Linked DNA regions of Sus scrofa: region 1 is linked to region 2. The links are chromatin contacts, called in public HiChIP or PLAC-seq maps. All regions are on one chromosome and are shown on one strand. The core of a region is the stretch at or near the end of the contact, and the rest is flanking DNA. Distances in the headings are between cores, read along the strand shown.

Region 1 (5,738 bases), core at 1,936-4,435, 130 kb before region 2:
ATCACCGACCACCACTTAGGGTGCAGACACACATAAAGTGAAAACTTAGTTATAGCCCACTTTGTTCCCAGAGCACTTTTTATAAACCGCAGCCATAGCATTTAGCACATACACTCTGTCTTTCTTTTGCATAGTGACTAAAGGAAAATTCACATGTACTGTTCACTCTCGTGTTATATACTTCTACGAATTACTTTAACCTTTTCCTACCCCATTTGTAAAAGCATATCTGAATTCAAGTGAGTGAAAGTGCAGCTGTCATTCAGCATAATCTTGAACTCAGTCTGTTTCTTTTTTTTTTTTTTAGGGCATCATTTGCAATCTATTAGACCTCAATACATTTTATACCCTACAGTAAATATTCTATACAACTAATCGAGGTATATCTGCCAGTGAGAAACTAATGTGTCATAGATGGAAATACACTGATTTTTATTATAACTATTTGTTCCCCCAGATTATTTCTTAAGAGCTATAGCTACTAAATTAAACTTAAAGGGTATTCCAGACAAGACTCACATGCTCTGCCAGTAATAATACCTTCTTTTTTGGCCTGCACTGGAAATACTACAATGTTACAATAACAATATGTCAGGCTAATTTCTTACAACAAGACTGAGATTGCCTTATCTTGTTTTACTTATGTTCACTTTCACTCTTCTGATTTGTTTTCTTCCTCTTACCTGTGTATTCATCATGTTAGGAGTAAGGAATAGAAAATATATGATATAATTTTTAACCTGTTTTAATTCTAGTAACTATATGCAATATGCACAAAGTTTATGACTTTACCAGCTGAAAGCTTTTTCTTTAAAAAAAAATTCGAGAAATTAATGTTGATGGAAATACCTCCTAAATCTTAACCTATCACTTGCTCCAAATCTGAAAGATAACAAATAGAGCTTTAAGTTTTATATTTGCTACACTAAAACATGATCTAGGAAAAAAAAAAAAAAAAAAGGAGCCAAATTATTTAATCACAATGGGAGGGTTTAGTTTTAAGGACTAATAGCTGCCTCATCCTTGGTGATTGCTCGCTTACATAATTTGTTATGAAAGAAAGCTTTTAGGGAAACCATCTCTCCAGAATATTTGTGATTTGTTCTCTTCTGCTTGGGAAGGGTTAAGAGGAGACAACATCCTGTCAGAGACCTTGTTTTTAATTTTGCTTCTCACACTGGCACAGATCCTGCTAAGAGCAGCCCAGATTAGTTCGGAAAACCTTTGAAGAGATTTAAGATGTCCTTCAGCCAGTTTGAAGGTTTTTGTCTTGCAAATCCAGTACAAGGGCGCCTGCAGGCATCTCGACCCTTGCTGTGCTGCTGATGCAGCTCAAGGTCACACTAACCCGCCCTGTGACATTCAACAACAACAAAAAATTATGTGGTGAAACTGCTTCAGCGTTCAGCCAACCAACAACTTCCTTTAGTGAGGAACTGAGGAAGAAGTCTTTTTTTTTCCCCTCTTTTTCTTTTTTTGGGGGCTCAAAATTTTTGCTGTAGGAAATAATCCTGGATTTCTGATGTGTGTGATGACAAGGTCATTTCTTAATTAGAACACATGTAAAGAACAAAGCTAAATGGCTTCAAAACAGCTTTGTAGTTGATGGAGAGGATTTAAATTATTTAAAGAGATAGTCACCCATGTATGATGGAAGCTGAATTCTAAAGGAATTAACTCCTTCGTTCCTGTCCACTTGCCCTCACTTTGAATTTCTTATGTCTGGCTTTAGAAGGTTGCATTCTAAACTTAAGAAAATTTATAAATGACCATTTTTTTTAAAGGGTGAAACATGACTTATAAATCAAATTCTCGGATAAACTTTAAGTGGAGAAGTTTCCTCCCCACGACATTTGTCTCCTGGAATTTTTATCAAATGACTCAATTTAGGAACTAGGAATTACAAACTTTTTCTGCTGGCAGCTGTGATGTATTTATAATATGTTGGAGAGGGATGAATAAAATGCTTCTTTATTATCTCACCTTTTATTCCTCACTTTGACCCATTTGTGATTTGGAATTTTAGTAAATCAGTTTACCCTGAGTCTTTAGAAAATATAGCGCATAGCATTCATGTTTCACAGCTTTCAAAGAATTGGTGTGAAAAGACACATGTGTTTTTCCTTAGGGGACAAAAAGTAATTTCAGTTTAAAATGGACTTTAAGAAAGTTGCTTGTGAACATGCATGACCTTTTCAAGGCGCAATGAAACCTTGTCCGTTGCACTCAATAGCCATATTGGACTCCTCCTTCGTGGGCCTTGTTTCTTTGTTTTGTTTCTCCTTTGTTTCCTGTGAGTGCTAAGTACCAGACAGTAGTCAGAAGGATATAGAGTCCAAGTGAATTGGTTTTCTAAGCTTGAGACTTGATGCCTATCACCTCTTTAGCATTAGAGCAGAATAATCTGAGAGTAACTTTATACTTTATGCTTTTTTGTGTATATCATGTAGAGAAGCACATCTTGAAGTTGTTTATATATAAAATAACGTCATAAAACTTCAGCTTTATGATACTAATGTAAGTTTTCTCAGAACTCGGTTGTTGCCTTCTTAATGAAGATATTTTCCTATAAGTGTGACTAAAGTAGAACCAGGGCACATGCTTTAGGAAGATGGGCATAATATTTTAAGTGTGATTATTTGAATTGGTATCTTGGACTTTGTGGGCCACAAGTTGACTAAGTTTGAAGGGATACAATGTGATGGATTGTATAAGAAAAACAATTTAGAGTTAACTAGATATATTCTGGATGATTTTCCTCCAACTAGACACAATGTATTTGAGTCTTCCAGGAAGAGTAAAAAGGTATGCACACTTTTAGGTTATGGCTGTTGTAAAGGATTTTAGGTTTGCAAAAAGAAAATTCTGGAGGGGAAATCTCTATGCGAGGAACTGGGTAGTGTGATTCTGTGCAGCCCTGCCCTTGCCTGGAGTCTGCTGTGCCCTTATGTCATGTATGACCCACGCTCACCTGCTAGTAATTTCTAATTTACTGTCCTAATTCATCGATTTGTTATCACTAATTGTTCTTCATTTACTTCTGTGTAGTTTCCAGTACCTAAAGGGTTGAAAGGTTGCTGTAATTGGCACCCGCAGCTGCTCTTTCTTTTGACAGGGGATAATTTTGCAGCCTATGCTTTGTGTGACAGCTGCCTAATTGGGCATTCTCCCCTTGTAGCAAGCCTGCCTCCTCCAGCCTCCCTGCTGACAAATGGTGGTGGATTATAGATGAGGACACGCTGACCCATTCGACCTTGCTGAGACAGCGGGGAGGGGCCTCCTGCTACTTGAGGGAAGCTTTAGGTCATTTAGAGGACAAGGTCACTAGCCAGGTGGGGAAATGACATGATATCACATGACAGTAGCCTGATGACACGGTCAGTGTGTCAAGGACAAATGCATCAGTATTGGTTAAACATTATTGCAATACTTCATGGAAGGCCTAGTATTTCTTAATTGTTCTGCTGATTTTTTTTTTTTTTTTTTTTAAGAAAAAGGAAGAGTGCAGAATAAGACACAGGTATTTTAGCAGGGTTAAAAGCAATTGTTGACATGAAAATAGAGCTGGTTTAGAAAGCCTCCTCCTAAGTTTTTCCAGCCATCTAGAGTATTTTGCTTGTAATTATTGTTTAGTTTACAGTCTCTTGGCTGTCAGTACTTTTCAGGAGTTACTTGAAAATTAAGGCAGGCAGATTAAAATGAGGTAATGTATGTTGTTAAAAAATATTTAACAATTTCTGTCATCACCCTATTCAATGATTGGCATACCTTGTCATATTTTGAAAAAAAAATAATAAGCTAAGTGAAAATGCTTAATTGAAAGGAACCTCAAACTCTGGATTTACGAGCTCAAAAATACCACCATGCTATCATAATTATTATAAAGTGCTCAAGACGTCTTTTAAATAATTTTTGAGACCTGAAAATATTTTCTAAATGCCTTGGGATTGTATTTAATGTAAAAATAAAAGATAAATGAAAATCTTTCAGATAGCTTTTTGTTATTAGGAGTACACATGCTTTTCTTGGAGAAGTGGTTGTGAGCTAGTATAGTACCCTTTTTAAGTGCAAAATCTTAAGAATCCTTGCTGAGTCTATTAACCCTATATGAACACTTGAAAGAGTAGCCCATGTACACGGTACTGAATAGTCCAGTTTAGAAAAATGCCTCTTTTTAAGAACAGTGAACAGTTTAATGCAAAGAATAATGATCATGATTCTCATTTTCTGGAGAAAATTAATTGTTGTTGAGTACTGTTAGAGATCTAAGCCCTTAGTTCAACAGGAGAAAATTTTATGCCCCTGAGATAGAAAACTATCAGTGGAAAAAGTGTGATGAATTAGTTCACTGAAGTAGATACATCTGTATTTTCATGGCTTGTGCATGCGTATGAGTGTGTGTGTGTGTGTGTTTAATTTTGCCTGTGCTGTGCATGTGTTTAGCTGCTCTCAAACCCCTAACTCAAGCTTGGTAGAGGTTTAATCCTGTGTCCTTGTACACGTAGACTTGATTAGTAGTTGTGGTTATCTCAGCAGAAGACACACCGCCCCCTCCTTGAATTGGTCGGGACCTGGGCATTGGGGAGTCAAGGCAGAGGAGAGAGAAAAGAGATTTTACATTAGTATTCCATGAAAGCCTTACTGTCTGCAGAACAAATTGATTGCTCCGTTGTACCTGTGCTTGGCACCACTGCTGTGAGAGAAAGGTAGGGTTGTAATCTGTTTTATTGTATTACATATTGTGACACTCCAGGAATATTTAACTCGCGCTCTTTCTATGACACGTGCTATAAGTCTAAGTAAAAACAAACAAACAAAAAAAAGGAAATAAATGAATGGAAAGTATGCAAGAACAGTGGGCTACAGCTTTGTTTACTTCAGCCCATGAGAGTTCATTCCAATAAAATAATTTTGCTGAAAGCGTCACTGGGAACATAACCTGATTGATAACGAAACCCTATAAAGTGTTCTGAGGCACTAATCTGTTTCACTGCTTGCAACGTGTAAGGCAGAGATGAAATTCAAGCTAATATTGGAGGATTTTCAACACAAGATAAATGGGAGAAGTCAGGGAGGTGGTTATGGACCTAATTAGTTTAAGAGATGATTTTTAATTATTTTCCAGTACATATTGTTAAAGGACCTACATAACATGATGCAAAGAGTCGGACGGAGATTTTCATTAAAAATAAAAAAGAGGTAGCCACCATACCACCTGAAACCGTGTTAAGGAAATTAAGAAATATATTTACTTTATTCTTTTACCCATTTCATTTGTATAGACATTGCACTGCTTGATTCTGCTGTGGGAAAGGAAACTGCAAGGTTTCTTCCAGTCTTTTAAAATGTATATTAATTCTGTGACTGTTTTTCAGGTAGACACTTATCGTTTAAAATTTGAGATTGCTTAATATGAGTTGAATGAATGTTTTAGTATTTCACAAAATGACGGAAATAGCTGGGATTTGATCCCTTGCCATTCTCAGGCATTCTTGAGCTATTGCCGGAGCTGCACTCTTTACATTATGTGAAAATCTGTACTGTGGGGGGAGAGGACAAGTTCCTCTTGTCTAAGATTCTTGCCACATGTGAACTGCAACTGCCCTTTGCCTCCTCTGGCCCTGTCCTGATCTTTCCGTTATAATCATAGTGCTCGCTTTAGGAGAGCGAGGAAGCAAACTAGTTCACTGATGGAATTAAGGTGGTTTTTCTGTTGTTTACTTTTATGTTCTTACAAT
Region 2 (5,572 bases), core at 1,031-3,530:
TCAAATGATATCCCATCACTTTTGCTATATTCTGCTCACAGGAAGCAAGTCACTAGGTCCAGTCCACACTTAATGAGAGGAGTTCACACAAAGATGTGAAATTATACAAAAGGGAGGGATTATTAAGAGGCTTCTTAGAAGAATGCTGATCATAGAGTGACCCAGCTGTTACTGTCTTATGTTGCCTCCCTTTCATGTGTGTGTGTGTGTGTGTGTGTGTGTGTGTGTGTATGGTTTTTCTTATATATGACACTTAATCATGCGTATTTAATATCACAACCAATTAAGAACATAATATACCTAAAATTTGCATGAAGTAATTAAGCATTCAGTTCTAGAGAACTCTAGCGGCATCAGTGAAAATGTGAGGTGTTCAGTATTGCACGAGGGTTCTGTTTTCAGGATTCATTCTACCTGTGAGTTGTTCTCTTCTATGAAAGGAAAGAATGGGTTATATTTTATTGCTTTGCTCCAACGTAGGTCAAATACATATACAGAAAGTACCACTAATAAATAGGTGCCATGCCCAGCACGATTTGCCCTTGCAGCTGGTATTTCATACAATATGGAGAAATAAATTTCTCAGATTCTCAGTTGTGCATAGCTTTGCAATAGCTAGAGCTACAGAGAGTTAATAAAGTTTTTTTTTTTAATGTAACATCGACATGTGAACAATTTCAGATATTGGGAATTCTCTGTAATTAGCAATACAGGTTCTGATGATATAAGGTGCTGGTTATCCCAACACAAACTGTCACAGAAGAGCAGACTCTGAACTAGGAAAGAGTAGACTCTAGATTGGCTCAGGTCAGAAAAATTTCTCTTCACTGTTATTGACCAGGATTTTCATCAACTCCCTCATGTAAGGCAGAGGCAGACTTTCCTAGTGCCCAGCAGTGACCAATTCTTTCCCTCCAGGCTCATGAAAGGTTACATTTCCCAACTAATTTTCAGTTAGGTAGGATCATATGTTTTTCTGGCCAAAGGAACATAAACAGAAGTGCCATGTGTTACTTTCTAGACCAAAGTGTAAAAGAATGGGTCTGAAATTTTCACTCTCTTCCCCCTTGCTGAGGCAACTGATGACTTTCAAATGGTGAAGTCTCCAGCAACCTGAATCCTTGACTGAGGAAATAAACAAAAGCCCCTGCACTACCCATTGAAGGATGTGCAGGGTGCCTGAACTGATAACTTTTTAAAAATATTAAGACCCTTTGTCTGACTTTTCTATTGCATCGATAACAAATTACCTCAAACTAAGTGTCTTAAAGCAATACAAATTTATTATCTTACACTTCCAGAGGTCAGCAGTCCTAAAATCACAGTTTTGTCAAGGCTGCATTCCTACTAGAGGCTTTTGGGGAAAATATGTGTCCTTGTCTTTTCGAGATTCTAGAAGGTGCCTACATTCCTTGCCTTGTGGGTCCTTCATCTTCAAAGTTATCAGCATGGCATCTTCAAATCCGTCTCTGTTTCTGTCTGTCTCTCTCTCTCTTTTTATCTCTCTCTTTTCTGTTTCCATCTTCCCATTCTCTTCTTTGACTCTGAGCCTCCTGCCTTCACTTATTTTAAGGAACCCTTGTGAATACATTAGTCCCATCCAGATAATCCTGTGTAATTTCACTATCTCAAAAATTTTAACTCAATCTGCAAAATCTCTTTTGCATACAAGGCCACATTTACAGGTTCTGGGGATTAGAATATGGATATCATTGGGGACACGTAACTTACCATATCCTTGGATTTAGGGGTTTATGTGTTACTACAGAATAACCTAGTATATACTGAGTAATGAAGAAGCTACTGGAAGCTAATAGCAGAACATCATTGTTCATTAACATGGGGGTTTGAGGATCTTAAATGAGCTACTTAGCAGGTTCAACTAGTCTCAACTTTATAAGGTTATAAACTATAAAAATTGTTGTGCTGGGAGTGAGGCAGAAATCAAAAGATGAACCATTAAGCCTAGTAGTAACAGGAAGTGGCATGTGTCAATGGCATCGCAACATCCCAAGAAGCCACATCAATTAGGTATCTAATGTGTGACCTGTCACATAAACCAGTCCAGCCACAAGCCCCTTGTGCTCCCGCTATTGATTGTGGCTCAGATAGTTGGAATTAAAAAGAGTCTCAAGCACACAGAGCTCTGCTGGTTCTGTCATGGAGAGATTGAACTGTGGCTTTTTCTCAAGGAATTCCCCTTATAGTGATGATCATGCTTGCCCTGTGACCTTGAACTATGAGTATATTTGTTTCATAATCAACCCTCTCTGAATCATGGGAAGGGGTTCCCAGGAGTCAGAGAAATCAGAAATAGCAACTCTTCTGTGCATCCCAGTGAACACATGTGATTCTGGGGCTTTATCCAAGTTGGTTTTTAGCAACATCTACTCTCTTTGGAGAAAATACTCTAAGTCACTTTCTTACACATTTCTCTATCAATTATGGTCACCTCAGGTCATAGGTATCTCTACCTGCCCTGAATTCTTAGCATATTGTCCACTCTCAGACTCTGTCCAAGGGCTTGGGATTTTTTTTTTTTTTAACTGTGTTGTGTCCTTAGGGCAAGTGGTGTGACTTATTTTGCTTAAATCTTATTTTGTCTTAATTTGTCTTATTTAAGACTTATTTTGTCTTAAATCTTCTTTGGCGTATAGGGCTGAACACAGAATAGATGCTCAATAAATAACTGATAATTAAAAAACATGATGGAGGATAATGTGAAAAAAGAATGTACATTTATGTATAACTGGGTCACTTTGCTGTCAGCATACATTGATAGAACATTGTAAATCAACTATAATAGAAAATTTAAAATAATAAAAAAACCAAATTGCAGAACTTGCTTATGAAAGATATGTACAAAATGCATAAAACTGATAATTATGTCTTATTCTCAAGTTTCTGGTTTCTAGATTTTCCAGACAAGGTAAACATCGAATAACTGCAAAATAAGATTTTCCTATTTGGGTATTTTTATATTACACTCTACTTATTGTATAACTTCACCTGAAGGAATTATAACAAAATACGTACATTATCTCTAATGAGTAAGAGTATATTTCTAAAGATGAATTATAGAAATAACCACATTTTATTTATTTGGTTTTTTTCCTGTCTGGACAAAAAAAGCTTTTTAATCTGCAGATAAATGTAATGCTCAGCTACCATTATATAATTTTTATCAAGTGAAATCTTATGATAGGAAGGCACTCATTAAAAAAAAAATCCTGATTTTTTATGCAGTAGTTACAGTTCAAGATACAAGCAGATCAGGACAGATGATTAGGGTATACGCAGCAAGACTGCAAATGAAGTTTTGTGGGTTTAGACAATGTCTCATATAAGAAAGGAAGCTGATAAGTATGAGACTTGTCCTAAATTTTTATCGCTTTAACTCCAGAAGATCATACATTCAACCATTCACATATTAATTCCTCCATTTATTCTTTCGAAATTTCTTCAGGACCCATTAAGAAAATACTGTAATTCATTTATAAGGACATAAGCTTTGGAGACTGACTGACATCTAAGTATTAACCTTGGCTTAACAACTTACCAAATGTATCCAGTTGGGCAGAGGTGGCCCTCTGACCCTTAGTTTTGTCACTTATTAGCATGATAATAGTCTACACTTAAGGATCTTTGTGAAAATTAAAGATAATATATATCAAACACTTTGTAAATGATAACCAGTCAACTGATAATAACCTATGATTGTTATATGCCAGAAATAAAGATGCGCAGATGAAAACTGCATAACTCCTATCTTCAAATAATTAAAGAGGGAGCAAATAACCACAGAATAGAGATATGAGCAAGCTGTGGATCAGGTAGAAGAAAGGGATTTAGTCTTTAGGAAGACCATAGAGGAGTTCACATGATAGGTGACATTTGAGATGGTTTAGAAAAGTGAGTCATATATTTGAGGCAGAAGACATAGGAGCAATATGTGTAGGTACAAGTATGAGAGAGCAGGGAACATACAAGAAAATTCAAATAATTGGATTTCTCTAGAGCACAGGGCTTTCCAAAACGTATTCTGCTTCACTCTCTTTCTCTTTCAAGATTTGAGTATAGTATCATTTTGCCTATGAGTCTTTTCCTAATATATAATTTTTCCTAATATATCACTGAGAAAAATTATTTACTCCTTTTTTCATGCTCCTTGTGTACCGAATATATGCCCCAAACACATAGTCTCTACCACTTTCCAAAAAATTTAAAATTTATTTTTTTCTACTAGGTTATAAATGTTACTGGTTTGCTGACTATGCCAAACTAGAAGTCTGAGTGAGTTTGCTAAGACAAGGTTTCTGAATTTTTTCCTACGGGTAAAGGGGTGTGGTCAGGAGAAGGATGATTTAGGAGCCAAAAGAATGAATTTTAGGGCATCATAGTTGTCGAAGACAAGAGCTAAGAGAGAGTGGGGGAGATGGAGGTGGACACATATTCAAGACATTGATGACTTAGAATGGACAAATCTTGGGGAGTTTTTTGGTAATGGACATAACTTAAATTCCTAGCAGATGAGAATATTTAGATAAATGGTCCACATTGAGCATGTTGAGTTTGAAGTTTCTATGGACAGTCAAGAAGCAGTTGTGGCTATTTTACAGGAAGTCAGGAGAGTGGCTAGTGTTAGAGAGAGATATTTGAGAACACAGGTAAATTGAAACTATAAAGATGGTTGAGATCACCGAGGCAAGTATGCAGACCGAGAAGAGAAGGTAACCCAGCAAAGAACAGCAACCCAGCAAAGAACAGCAACAATTAAAGGGAGAAAGATGAAAGCAAATTCAGAAAGACAATCTGGGAAAGAAAGATAAGAAAGAAGAGGAAACAGGGAGGGTTTTGTGTAATTGAAGCCAAGTGAGTTTTTGGATGCTAGATATTATTAAACAAAAATAATAAAAGAAATAAAATAATATGACTTTAACAGTGGCTCCTGAAATTAGCAACTAAGAAGTGTGTGGTAGCTTTTTAGGTTACATTTTTTGGTTAGTTGTAAGGGTGAAGTCAGATTAAAGTATTGGAAGAGAGACTTGTTTAGAGAAGGAGGATTCTGTGTACAAACTCTTCTTTAAAGAATACTTTGACTTGAAGGGTGAAGATAGGGTAGTCATTAAAAGATCAGTCAGGGCCAAATGTGGATCATTTTAGGATGTAAGAGACTTGACCATAATTATGGCCTGAGAGAAAAGCCAGTGTAAAACAAGGGATTGAAAATACAAGATAAAGACAGGATTACTGATGGATCAAGCGTTATGTGGCAGTGGAGTAGGATAAGTAGAGAGAATGGTAACAGAGCTTGAACTTCTCCACATGCCTAAAGGAATGGGGAAGAGAATTATACAGTTAACACTGCTTATGAAGTGGTCATAAAATGATGACTCTGTGACTGTTTAGGGCATTTATTTGAAAGTATAGCTCAGTTTTTCTGCAAACATTTACTTGGGATGTGCAATGTGATTAGCACTAGGATAAATGTTTTCATATTTACATTGTCATTTAATCTGAACATAGGTGTTTGACCCCAAATAGAAGTTTAACAGGTGGTAAAGCAAATCTG

What was found. HiChIP or PLAC-seq counts read pairs in DNA pulled down with a chosen protein or histone mark.
Region 1: a contact with region 2 is called in an H3K27ac HiChIP or PLAC-seq map of alveolar macrophages. The contact joins two enhancer-like sites. A contact is called at or near these places in 2 of 2 datasets of contacts at active chromatin or transcription factors (alveolar macrophages and skeletal muscle).

The regions. Positions count from the first base shown.
Region 1 is chr13:179,859,433-179,865,170 of Sscrofa11.1, reverse strand. All of the region lies in intron 2 of NRIP1 (nuclear receptor-interacting protein 1), which reads left to right. Among named protein-coding and RNA genes, the nearest start is that of NRIP1, 54 kb to the left of the region's middle. Within about 2 kb of position 3,185, at least 18 of the 83 cell types and tissues checked have an H3K27ac peak or open chromatin away from gene starts, as enhancers often do. A contact at or near this core is called in alveolar macrophages, where this site is marked.
Region 2 is chr13:179,725,174-179,730,745 of Sscrofa11.1, reverse strand. No RefSeq gene overlaps it. Among named protein-coding and RNA genes, the nearest start is that of NRIP1, 190 kb to the left of the region's middle. Within about 2 kb of position 2,280, at least 1 of the 83 cell types and tissues checked has an H3K27ac peak or open chromatin away from gene starts, as enhancers often do. A contact at or near this core is called in alveolar macrophages, where this site is marked.